2 separate regions of the Bombyx mori genome follow, and region 2 is linked to region 1. The links are chromatin contacts, called in public Hi-C maps. All regions are on one chromosome and are shown on one strand. Each heading gives the region's core, a stretch centred on a gene start, on an enhancer-like site or on the middle of the called end of the contact. The rest is flanking DNA. Distances are from core to core; before and after follow the strand shown.

What was found. Hi-C and Micro-C count contacts between places; a contact is called where the count stands out from the background.
Region 2: a contact with region 1 is called in a Hi-C map of whole pupa, with 5 times the contacts expected there. The contact joins the promoter of E74 here to the enhancer-like site in region 1. A contact is called at or near these places in 3 of 7 Hi-C or Micro-C datasets (midgut and whole pupa).

What each region holds. Positions count from the first base shown.
Region 1 is chr15:753,142-759,573 of ASM3026992v2, forward strand. The region is part of intron 2 of E74 (transcription factor E74); the gene reads right to left. The region is part of intron 3 of LOC101739180 (U7 snRNA-associated Sm-like protein LSm11); the gene reads left to right. Among protein-coding and RNA genes, the nearest start is that of LOC101739180, 44 kb to the left of the region's middle. Within about 2 kb of position 1,445, at least 2 of the 8 cell types and tissues checked have open chromatin away from gene starts, as enhancers often do.
Region 2 is chr15:809,215-815,579 of ASM3026992v2, forward strand. It overlaps E74 (transcription factor E74), which reads right to left and starts at 3,070. Exons shown (of 10, transcript NM_001043979.1): 1 at 2,766-3,070.

The sequences.
Region 1 (6,432 bases), core at 195-2,694:
CGTCCCATCGACAAAGCGGCACGACACGAGAACCCTCTGATCGTGGCCGCCGGTAACTACATTCCCGATCCTGCGGACAGAATGGAAAGCAGTCGACGTCGCCCAAAACACGCATTTCGGATCCTCCTGATCCACTAACGGTGCTTTTAAGTACCTCAAGCACCGGTCATCGTTCTCGTCGAACCCGTCACTTACGACGAAGGGCTCGACGAGTAAATGAACCCACGGACACAGCCCACTGAGTTTCTCGCCGGATCTTCTCAGTTGGTGGCGTTTCCGATCCGGTAGTAGATTCTGCGAAGCACGGCTCTTGCTAGGGTTCGTGTTAGCAATGTCGTCAGGTTTGAGCCCCGTGAGCTCACCGCTTAGGTAGGATAAAAAAAATATTGACATACAAACTTCAAAAGTAACAAAGTTGATATAAATATTCTATTGAAAACTAATCAAACCTTTTTTCAACAATTTACTCCAACTAAAGAAAGTATTTTAAAGACAATTTTTGTAACCAATATTCCTATACTATAAAAATAGGACATAAATTCCTTTCCTTTGAAAAATTCCGATAAAAATTATCCAAACTATTGGCTGTAGAGAGGGATAATGTAGAAGATTTAAAAATCTCCAAGCTAAATCAATTGAATAAGTACCAGCGGAGCCCTAATCTGGCATTAAGATCACGGCAGTGTTACCTCGCAATCGGCTCGGGCTAGCCTTGGCAGAGCGCGTATCGGGCGCTTTACAAACCGATTTTTCCTTCCGTTCGTGTTGTTGCTCTGTAATTGTTATGCTGCGTCTATTGTAATACAACGTAACGTGATGGACAGGAAAACGTTTACTGAAGAGTTTCTTGAAATATTATATATATTAATAGTCATTATTTGTGTACGTGATGCTACTTGAATATGGACTATTGTTAGGTTGGTGTTTTCGTTAAAAATTCTGTTATAATATTATTACTTTTTCGAAAGACGTTTCTGTGCTTAGTGTACCTGTACTGCTGATACCATCATCTGGTTATACCTAGCTATTAAAAAAAAAACTTTCCAACGAGATAAGTTGCTAAGTCCGCAATTTCAAGTTTTCAAATAGAAAATTGTTTAAATAAATTATATATAATTTATACGACAATTTTACTAAATTGGATTCTTTAATATTTATGAATTTCGAAATTTAGTGTCAATTTCGGGACTCATAACAATTTTTTATTAATGATTATTTAAAAAACGTCCTTAAGCAGTAATCTACCATAAGTGCGATTGGTGTCCGCATGATAGAGAATCGGAGCTCTTGGGAGGCCATGACCACTTTTTCGACCTGATCTCCGAGAGTCTGAGGAGTAGGATGGGTAGGTTGATCCCGCTTTCTCTTGATCTCTACCTCGGCGCAGAAGGCGGGATGGGCGGTGCGTACATGGCATCCCTGCTCAGCTCTCGCAGGGGCCTTCAGGTGCTTGGTGATGCCCGGTATCTGCTGAATAGCTCCTGTGATGAGGCAGCCAACGCTGGCACCATGGTGCGCCGCCCAGATAAGTTGTGGCCAATTCCGTCCAAGCATCACGACGGGTGCCGGCGAAGGAAGACTCGCGCTGCCCATTCTTGTGGTAGGGGAGCTCGTTGGGGTTTTATTGCTAGTCAGTTTAGCGGGGCAGCGGCTATCTCGCGCGTCTTCCTCCAGCCGTAATTTCCTCGAAGGCGCCGGAGTTTGCCATAACCCAGTCTTTACCCCCATCGACTGGGTATCCGTAAACTGATTCCTCAATCAAAAAAGTATCTACTCTAGTGCAGCGATTTGAATAACGTTTGCATTGAATGTACATGTACCAGATACTCGCGTGCGGTTGTTAACAAAAAGAAAAACCTTTCTCACTAGCCTGCATGAGTTAATAAAAAGCAACATGATGATTTAAGTCTCAGATTAGTCAGGTGTCGTGATTAAAATACATGCGGTGTCGTCGCTCCCGATAGACACGTGCGGCATAGAGACTGCACGCTGCCGAAGTGAAAGTGAACCGCACGCGACAGCTCGCGCTGTGACGTCAGACGCGTTTCTCCAGCATCGTGGAAGGTTTTATGTGTGGTTGTGTGTGTGTTTGTGTGTTTTTTAAACGGAATAATCGGCTAAAAAAAAGATATACGGATAAAAGATGGACATTAGAAACTACAACATGGGAAGGAACAGTGGGTAAAAGAAGAAGAGGACGACCAAGTTGCAGATAGATCGACGAAATAATAGCAGCAACTGGAAAAGAATGGAGCAACAAAGCCAAGGATAGGGAAGAGTGGAGTAAGCTGGAGGAAGCCTATACTCGAATGGGGTTCCAATAACAAAAGCTTATATTTAATTTTGTAATTTTTTATATGATAAGGTATTTTTTTTTTCTTTCTTTGTTTTTGGAAATAAAATTGGCTTATTATTATTATTATTATTATTGGCTAATGAACTGAGGACAATACGATTCCCGTTCGGGAGTACAGGTTTATTGAGGCTGAGATGTTGGCTGAGTGTGGCGGAACCGTCACGCACTGAGAATATGCACGAGTGACGTAACAGACTTTTTTTTTACGAATGAGGGATTACTGTTGGCCCAGAGGCCTTTCCAGTTTCACCATGACAGGTGGGCGAGCAAAGTCACAGGTAGGAGGGGTGGGAAAAGTAACAGACTCTATAGTCTGTACGGTAATCGCATCTTCATAGCTACTTTTAAATATGTATGACTCTTCCAATTTTTCATGTTTGCGACTATCGTATTATCTCTGCTTACTGTTACAACAACTGTCATCAGAGCCAGAAACCACGGATTACCTCGGGTTCTATCTGTCCTTCTTCAAATGAGGTTTGTAGGGTGTGGTGTGGTCTGGTCACGATGGATTAGAAGACTTGAAATAATACGTCCATTCAGTTTGAAGGTTCGGTTTATTGTGTAGAAAGGTGTATTTAGTTACAAGACAGTAAGACAGTAGTGCTGAAGAAGCACTTTAAATAAAGCTGTTTACATACTTGAATGGTTACACACTACTAATCCATCGTGACCAAACCACACCACAAGGGAATCCCTAGCAGCGATTTGACTGTGCCTCTCAATAGGCTAGTTCGACCTAGAGTGAAGACTGCATTATCGCGACAGTTCTTTAATATTTTCAAAGGTTTTAACGAATTGTTGTCATTATTAAAAAGTAATTGTTATTGACCGCGAAACGGTAGTGAATTTCAGGATTCCTCCACATGTCTCAAAGTAAGCCATTCAAATTACCATGTCCGAAAAGCAGGTAAACCGTTTTAAAGCGGAATAACACTGAAAACCCTGTTATTTTTAAAAACAATATTATGATGATCACTAAACACACATTCGGCTGGGCGCGGTGAAGGCGAAGGGCACTGGGCATAGTTACGTAACGTCACGCGATGTACTATTCTTGATCCGAGCTTCTGACATTGTCGGCCGTTGGCATGCTCTCCCGTGTCACTGTTGCAGCTTCCGAATTCTGATGCCAGTTCTTACGTTTTAGCAAAGGATTTACTATTTCCATTTCTTAACACAAAATCAATACAAAAACACTCGATATTAATTAGTCAAGTAGGTTTAAAAAATTAAATCACGCCATTCCTCTCATTCTATTTTATGTTTATTGCGGAGATGTGTGACTGGGCTCACGGCCCAACTGGTGTTCAATGGCTGTAAGGACCCAAAGAAGAAGAATGAAACCACTCACCCTAATAATACGTAATAATGGTATATCGTCTTTCAAGCCGGAACTCATCTTCGTGACAGAAATAGGCCGGATGGCGGTAACACAACCGTGTGAGCCTACATCTCTCTAGATTACGAATTAACAAAACATAAACTTCTTAATTTTTTTTATGGCTTAGATGAATAGAAGAGCTCACAGCCCACCTGGTGTTAAATGGTCACTGGAGCCCAAAGACATTAACCACGTCAATGTCGCCACCCATCTTGAGACATGCGTTCTCAGTTTTACAGTATAACGGCTGCCCCACCCTTCAAACTGAAACGCATTACTGCGTCACGGCAGAAATAGGCAGGGCGGTGGTACCTACCCGTGCGTACTCACAAGTGATCCTACCACAAGTAATTACGCAAATTATAATTTTGCGAGTTTGATTTTTATTACACGATGTTATTCCTTCACCGTGGAAGTCAATCGCGAACATTTGTTAAGTACGTATTTAATTAGAAAAATTGGTACTCGCCTGCGGGATTCGAAGCACCGGAAAACGACAACAGCTTATGCTCAGATTAGTAAGTGAATGTCATTGTTTGTTTACGTTGACCTAAAGTATCTGGTACCCATTAAGTTCAAGAACCAGTTCAGGTCTGGCAAAAAGACAACAAAACATAGAGGCCCGTTCTAGAATCTTCGAGTCTTCGAATTGCCTGCCGTTCCGAGAAAAATGAAATAATGATGTTAATATATAGTAAAATGTTTATACACTATTTCCGAACGTTGAAGCTAATGAATAACTATTCATAAATAGCTTGTCAGTGTCAGGGATCTACTCTCGAGATTCGTTCGAGAAATGAACGAAAAAATATTTGCGCATTTGTAAATCAACATACATAGTGAAATGAGACATGCTTTATAGAAGGTTTACTGATTATTAATTACCTCGCAACTCTGAAACTAATTATCTCATAATTGCAAATGAGGTATCGTTATGTACATCTTAATGCACGAAATATTAAGTGTTGACGTTTGAAAAAGGTAGGTAGCGAATTTAATAAATTTTTGTACACGTATTATATGTGGTCTGGTCGCTAAAAGAGTCCATTGCTGACAGTTCTTTAATGAACGGATGCTATGTATATCTATATATATATTGGGGTGGCGTACAGTTAGCGATGAAAAATATTGTGTTGTGTGTATCGATTGAGAAAAATCAAAGCGTCGTCAACTTGGGTTAAATGTTTTAATTTTGCCCTAAAATTTGGTATAGAATCGATCGCTTACTCACGGTCGGACGATATCATTATTATTACTATTATTATTAATACTTTATTTCAGTATAGACCATAACGTTTTGTTAGTAAAGAAGTGCCGTGTTTTAAGAGGGTTTTGGAAAAGTTTTCTTTTCGACTTAGAGTGGAACCGTCCTATAAAACACCGTGTTTTAGGAGGGTCACCTGTACTCCAAAGACATTATGTCGGCTATCGTGTTTATTTAGTTAATTTTTATATTTCTGAAATGACGACAACGTTCCAACTTGACTGCAGCGAAATGTTAATAGTGACGTAAGCGCCTCACACAACAAGCGACGCCCCGAGCCGACCTTGGACCACACGGCGACTTTCAACCAGGAAGAGATCGCGATACGTTCCGTCATTCGAACTTTAAAGATTATATTTACATTGCCCTTATTTGGTGCAATAAAACCTGCGTCTTCCTCGCAGAATATATCGTTAATTCGCTTTTTTAAATCCGTACTGACCTCGAAGATGACGCGGGAGCCTTAATGGAACTCAGATGTCAAGAACAAAGATTGTGTGTTCGGCAATAAAGTTCTTGTGAGCAATGATCGGTGGAGAGTTAAGATTTTTCCCGTTTAGCTAACGAGTCGTTTGCAAGGTTTTTTAGATTGTTTTTAGTTTAATAAAATTAAAAATAGGCTGCACCTGTGGGTACCAACCAGTATCCTGCCTATATTTGCCGCGAAGGCTCTTGATTTCGATAGCAACTTATCACCGGGTAATCAATGTGCTCGTTCACTGGATTGTGTACTAAAAAGAGTTAGGGGCGCTCGGGCAATATTGAGCAATTTTGAAATTGCAAATGGTCGATAGTCATATACGAGTATGCACGTGTTGAGGCCAGACAAAGACTTTGCGCCTAGAAGGATTCTGGATATTCCGAATATGCAAATGTATAAACGACGGATGCCAGTTAACTGTTACTAATGACATTAGGCACAGCAGAACCCGGAGTCTGACTCTGTACTTATCAAAATATTGCCAATTAGGAGCGCTGAACTTCACAGACCAGCAAATGTTCAAGCGCGCTTATTAAATTTCTGCAAACGAGCAATCGGTCTTAAACATTTCTATCTGTGCCATTAATAATATTAAATACGCTGTTGACAATCTGCCAAAGGAAGACTAGCGTGCACGCCTCACATTTGAAATGACTCTTTAAAAAACTGAAAGCACATCAATGAGTTTGATATCGAACCAGCTTTATGGATCATTAAAAATCCACCTTCATTTTTTTAAAAGGCGTTTTCGCCTTGACATAATTTATTCCAAGGAAATAAGGCCAGTTTTCCGTCTAAAGCATCGCTCTCGGATCTCCAAAACTCAAACAGGTGATACGTAGAAGGGAAACTCGAAAAGTTTCCATACAACACGATAGCGAAGCGTTTAAATGTGGCCCGGGGACCTTGGCGAGACACTTACGAATTGAATCGGCCCCTGACGAGGC
Region 2 (6,365 bases), core at 1,820-4,319, 58 kb after region 1:
AGGAATAACATCATGTAAATCAAACCCGCAAAATTATAATTTGTGAAATTACTATATCGTCTCCTCGACGAAGCAGATCCGGGTTCGATTCCTTAGCGAAGGCCGCCGCATTTGGGACGTTTGTTTAACAATGACGTGGAGCTGTGTGGAGTACAATTTCAAAACTACGCACTTTCGTTATGTACATAATAACTGAAAGCACAACAAGTCTTCGCGAGGTGCTTTTAATCCTTAACTGTTTAGACAGATAAATTACGAAAATCAAAACACTGTCGTCTAACATTGCCTTCCTAGGAGTTTTCATTTTATGACTACCTTGTAAAGCTCTATCGTATCCCGCTGGGCGTTTAAGTTAGTGTGAACACCATAACTTTATAACTGGCTTTTGCATTTTTCTCCAGTCGCTTTAGAATACCATTGAGACATCGGGCTCATGTCGATATCGGAATTTACATTGTGATGTCTGTGGACTATGTTAAGCATTTATAATATCAACAGAACAGCGATCGCGACTGGCAAGTTAAAGAGAAACAAAATTAGTCTCGTGAGCATTCGTGAGTGCTCGTGAACACACGTGAGTTTTACTGGTATCGTGAGCACATATGCGTTGCCGTGACAAATCATCGTGCCTTTTATTTATTTGAAGGCTTAATCTGTAGTTTCTTTTATACGCCGCGCGTTTGTCCGTGAAAGTCTCACCAGACGATGATCAGGTCCAAAACACCTCAGACTTTGACCTCGTTAAGTAAAACAAGTCGCAGAAGGCAGGTCGATGATCAATATTTAAAATTAAACATTTACTACATTCAATTAAGCCACAATTGTAGTCTGTGTAACGTGTGCCCGATTCATACACAGGCGGGAGACGAGAGTAAACTCAGACGAAATGTTTCCGCAATGGCTGCGACCGAGAATCGAATCTGAACCTCGAGATAAGATTAGTAACCATTACAACTGACAAGGCTAAAACACCCAACCAACTAACCTCTGTAACCACTAGGGCTCACGGCGTCGCGGCCACCCACACCGAGATGCGACATCGATCCCAGATTGCAAATGAAGAATTTCCCGCTCTTCAAATCTCAATCGATTACAGGGACGTAAAGTGTTTTTTACTGGTGGTAGGACCTCTTGTGAGTCCGCACGGGTAGGTACCACCGCCCCGCCTATTTCTGCCGTGAAGCAGTAATGCGTTTCGGTTTGAAGGGTGGGGCAGCCGTTGAAACTATACTGAGACCTTAGAACTTATATCTCAAGGTGGGTGGCGCATTTACGCTGTAGATGTCTATGGGCTCCAGTAACCACTTAACACCAGGTGGGCTGTGAGCTCGTCCAAACATCTAAGCAATAAAAAAAAAAAGTGAGAGATTGACGATACCAAACCGTATGGCTTCACAAAAACCGGCAGTATTAAAATTCTAGAGAAAAATTAAGGAAATACACCGACTATGCCATTAACCCTGACATTAATCTCATACGTTTGACAATCGACAGTCTGTCCTCCAAACGGCAAAGCCTCTGAACGGTAAAGATTTTAACAAAGGTCTCACGTGAGGTTCAGCAATGATTGACCATTGACACTAAAGCTGCTTTCAAATTACGCTATAATATAATAGCATTTAGTAAATAGCACAACAATATCGCGTACCATATTGTTATGGACACGTTCACACTGTACTGTACTATATATTATTGGCTTACTTACGGCACTATAGTATAGTGTAGTCTGAAAGCAGCTTTAGACGTAAATGCTACCGGCTAGCTTTGTCGAAGTCCTACTTGCGTATTACGCCTTTTCTACCTTTAAAGACCGAAATGACTAGAAGAGATTTTGAAAGATTATCCATCGTACTTTTTTTTTATTACAACAATGCTCATATGAGTGAATGAAAAACCCTTAAGAATTGTGCCCAATTGTTCGGCAATAGTTCGTGCAGTCTGCGTAATTCAGAGAGATAACTGAGCAAGGTCACTGCCTAAACACCAGCTCGATGATTGTATGCCTTAATTGCTATTTTAGTTCGACCTTAAGAATAAAGTGTGTTGCACATTAGAGGATTTTGTCGCTGCGACACTGAAGCCATTCTGTCGGTCTTTTCACGTTTCGCCGGAAAATTCGTTTTCTAGAGAATTACGTTTATAGTAGTATAATTAATAGTGATGGCAATTTCGAGGTCAAAACTTAAGAAAAAACGTTGCTATTAATTAATTAGTCTATTCAATTTAAATTTGATAGAAATGTAGATATTTTTAATGTTTTTTATATATTATTTTATACATTACATGTAGCATACAAGTGGAATACATAATTTTGTTATTAAAATTAAATTACTTATTACATGAAGAAAAAATATTAATAATAAATAAAAACGTAAGTATACCGGACTACCGGAGCTTATACAATAAACAGCGAAACAATATAATTTAGATTCTGTTTATTCTATAAATCAATATGTGCAATAATTCATAGTTTGTATCACAACTAGTTAATTTATTTGAGAAAATAACAAACTAACGCAAGATCAAACCGTACATATATTTATTCAAATGTGTATTACCAAAATATGTACGCTAATAATATGTACTCCTTACTGAAATATTTTGACATGAACGATGCAATGCTTACTTATGAATTTTTAAAACAGAGTTATTTAGTTGACGCATGTTATCACAATGTCAACATTTTTTTTTTCTCAGTAACAAAAAAGATTACTTTGTCAATAAAGTAATACATAGAACATAACGATGATTGTTTTGTTACTTACCAAGTCCAAAAAGCAATCCAAAAGGTTCACTGATCCTTCCAACACATCCACACAAAAAAATATTCATGAAACTCAAAAAAAAAAACCTGGCATATAACGAAAAATCTTTTGTCAAAAAATTCCAAAAAAGCACTCTCAAAACTGCTGTCACTGTCAAAGGTTTGTTTTTTTACTTCGTTCTCGTAAACAAATTCACGTCTCACGGAGTTCCAAAACGTTGTAGGCTGCGCTCGTACGTCGAGCTGTTTGTGAGAGCGGGGCGTCGCTCACTGACGTCCGCATCCGACGGCGGCTCACGAGTCACTGAACTGGTCACACCGCGCCCCTGTCGGCGTGCGGAGGCCGATCGCGTGTATTATTACAACGGCACTAATGTTATCATTGTGGAACCCTGAAATTGACGAAAATGAATTAGGTCAAAATGCCTCCCATCCAATAAACAGTTCAATTTTTTACATAACAGTACCTTCAGACTGATTTAATCCGTTAAAAGTTTTCTGAGTACGCTTAGCACGTGTTTTCATTGTAGAATTCTAAATACTGTATTATACTTTTAGACAAATCTGGCCTAAAGTCCCCAAATCAATGCGCGGCACGCTCCTCACATTATGAAAGGTTTTTCCACGAATATCCGATTATGTTTGTCGGCAAAAACAAAATTACTGGCGATTTAGGATTTTTAAATAAATGAAAGAGCTTTATGTCAAAATCTAAAAGGTTACTTACATATTGATTTTCTTGACTAGAGAAAATCTGATTATAACGTAAAACCGTTACAATTTTGAGGCTAAACATGTACCTAATTTTGTCTTTTCCCAATAATTGGGCTGGAAATACCAGAGTATAGATTATACTGATAAATTTCATTGCGATATCCATCCAGTTTCAGATTGATGACTAACGCTAATCTTATCAAGTGTACTTGGAACTGAAAAATTAATTAAAGAAAATATAATCGGAAATTTTAAATTAGATCAAACGGGCGAACCTGAAGACACACCTGATATTAGCCGGCCAACAGCGAATATTGACACGACAATTAAAATACAAAAATAATACGAAAATATTGAACCTCTTACATGAGACTTTAGCCAAAAGCATAAATTATTTATGATACTGTGACTAATTGCTTTAGTCCGCCTATAAATAGTTGACCACGTTTGACCCAGCGCTTGGCCCATCATCTAGAATCTTCAAATTTTTGGCAACGAAGTTACTGGACTTATAGTAACTAGTGGTAGTTCCTCGGGCGTGGCGTGAGCTTTCGAACGCGAAGCTTTTGCGCGTTCCGTTCTAAAGAATACGACTTCAGTTTTTCCAATGGAACTGAGACTCAATTTCAATTCTTGAGATGAGCAGCTGAATTCAAATGGTATCGTGGATGCAGTTTTACGAGAAGCTATATAGTATTGTATCGAAATTAATACCAAACGCAAATGCTCGACCCATTAAGCAGCAATTATATCTTCTACTAGCTGACCCGGCAGACTTCGTAGTGCCTCAATCGATAAATAAAAGACCTAAACTTTTGTATAAAATAAATTTAAAACAAACAAAATGAATCCGTCCGACGTTTAATTCCGAACATTTTCATGCTTAAGTCTACCTTTTAAACCTTCTCTGGACCTCCACAAATAATTCAAGACCAAAATTAGCCAAATCGGTCCAGCTGTTCTCTTAGCGAGACTAACGAACAGCAATTCATTTATATATATTAACTCATTATATTCAATATATTAATTCATTATATTCAATTTATTTAAATACTAACATAGTTCGTAAGTTCTTTGTAATACTAACACAATATGAGACTGATGTCTTGAAATAAAAGGTTTTTATTTTTATTTATTATATTAAGGCTTCTTCACTTGTATCTCAATCGTGCAGAAAATCAATATTAAATAATCGTCACCAATTTTCAATGATGCGTTTTATCAATGAAATGATTTTCCAAGGGCCGTAATTCTGACAAAAATTATCTTATAAAAGAAACTGAACATGATAAACATTGTCATTCTTCTCCTTTGTCGGTATTGCTCTTGACTGAGTGATCCTGGTCACCACTTCAGGTGTTGGTGGCAAGCTGGACACTGTCATTACCAGATCTGAATATTAGAAAATTGAAAATTTAGCTTGGTTTTTTTTTTCTACCGAACAACTAACTTCCTACGAGTCGCAATATGTTCAAAATTACTCAAAAATTTGGATCTATTTTTATGTCCCTTAATTTTAACTATTAATGTGCTAGTGTTCGTCAAATTATCGAAATTCGACCGTTATCATTGTTACCACAAGATTCATTCTATGTATTATTGTTAAAATATTGTATTGATATTTATTAAAAGTTTTGAAAAAAAACAAGTTTATTTTCGTTTATTTATTAAAACTTTTTCATATTTTTTTTCCTACCTATTATAGTAACCTCGAGGGGTTATTCTAGATTCACCGAAATAGTAGGTGAGCTCGCGGGGCTCAAACCTGACGACGTTACTAACATGAACCCTAGGAAGAGCCGTGCTTCGCAGAATCTACCACCGGATCGGAAACGCGACTCACTGAAAGATCCGGCGAGAAAGTCAGTGGGCTGTGTCTGTGGGTTAATTTACTCGCCGAGACCTTCGTTGCAAGTGACGGGTTCGACAAGAACGATGCTCGGCTCTTCAATAGATAATCGTTGCCCAATATAGATGAAAATGGCACGTAACTTTCTTTAAATTTTTTTACAGTAAAAGCTTTTTACTCGCGTAGGTATATGTTCCGCCAAGATGCCGCAAATGCAGAAACCGTACATAGGGAATGATGATTTACATATCTAGTCATCGTGTCCTAAAGGATAAGAAGACCCGCAAAATTATAATTTGCGTAATACTGGTGGTAGGGCCTCTTGTGAGTCCGCGTGGGTAGGTACCACCGCCCTGCCTATTTCTGCCGTGAAGCAGTAGTGCGTTTCAGTTTGAAGGGTGGGACAGCCGTTGTAACTATACTGAGACCTTAGAACTTATATATCAAGGTGGGTGGCGCATTTACGTTGTAGATGTCTAAGGGCTTCAGTAACCACTTAACACCAGGCGGGCTGTGACCTCCTCGACCCATCTAAGCAATAAAAAAAAATCTTATTATAGGAAGTATGTTCCTAGGTAAAAAAAAAAAATGTGTGCGTGTACTAGTGTACACACGTAAGAAGTGAAACTTGTTTATGGCCTTATTTTTCGAAAAATGATCTACATGCAACTTTCTAGAAATTGGTTAAATAAAGTTAAATTAGATAAAGTTTAAACAAAAGGATTTTATTATCATAGACATGAATACAAAAAAGTTAAATTAGATAAAGTTTAAACAAAAGGATTTTATTATCATAGACATGAATACAAAAAAGATGGCGCGTAACGGAAAAATGTGACGCGTAACCGAAAAATGTGACGGTAAATTTTTTTCCAACGCCGATAAGGAAGTTTCACTTCAACAAGTACATATCTACTCTAGCTTGTGCCCCGTCCGCTTCGCTTCACTAAAAACCATATTAGTGGTGGTCCAATGCTACGGCAAGTATATATACAGAATTTGATATCAATTCGAACACTGGTTCAAAGGAAAAATCAC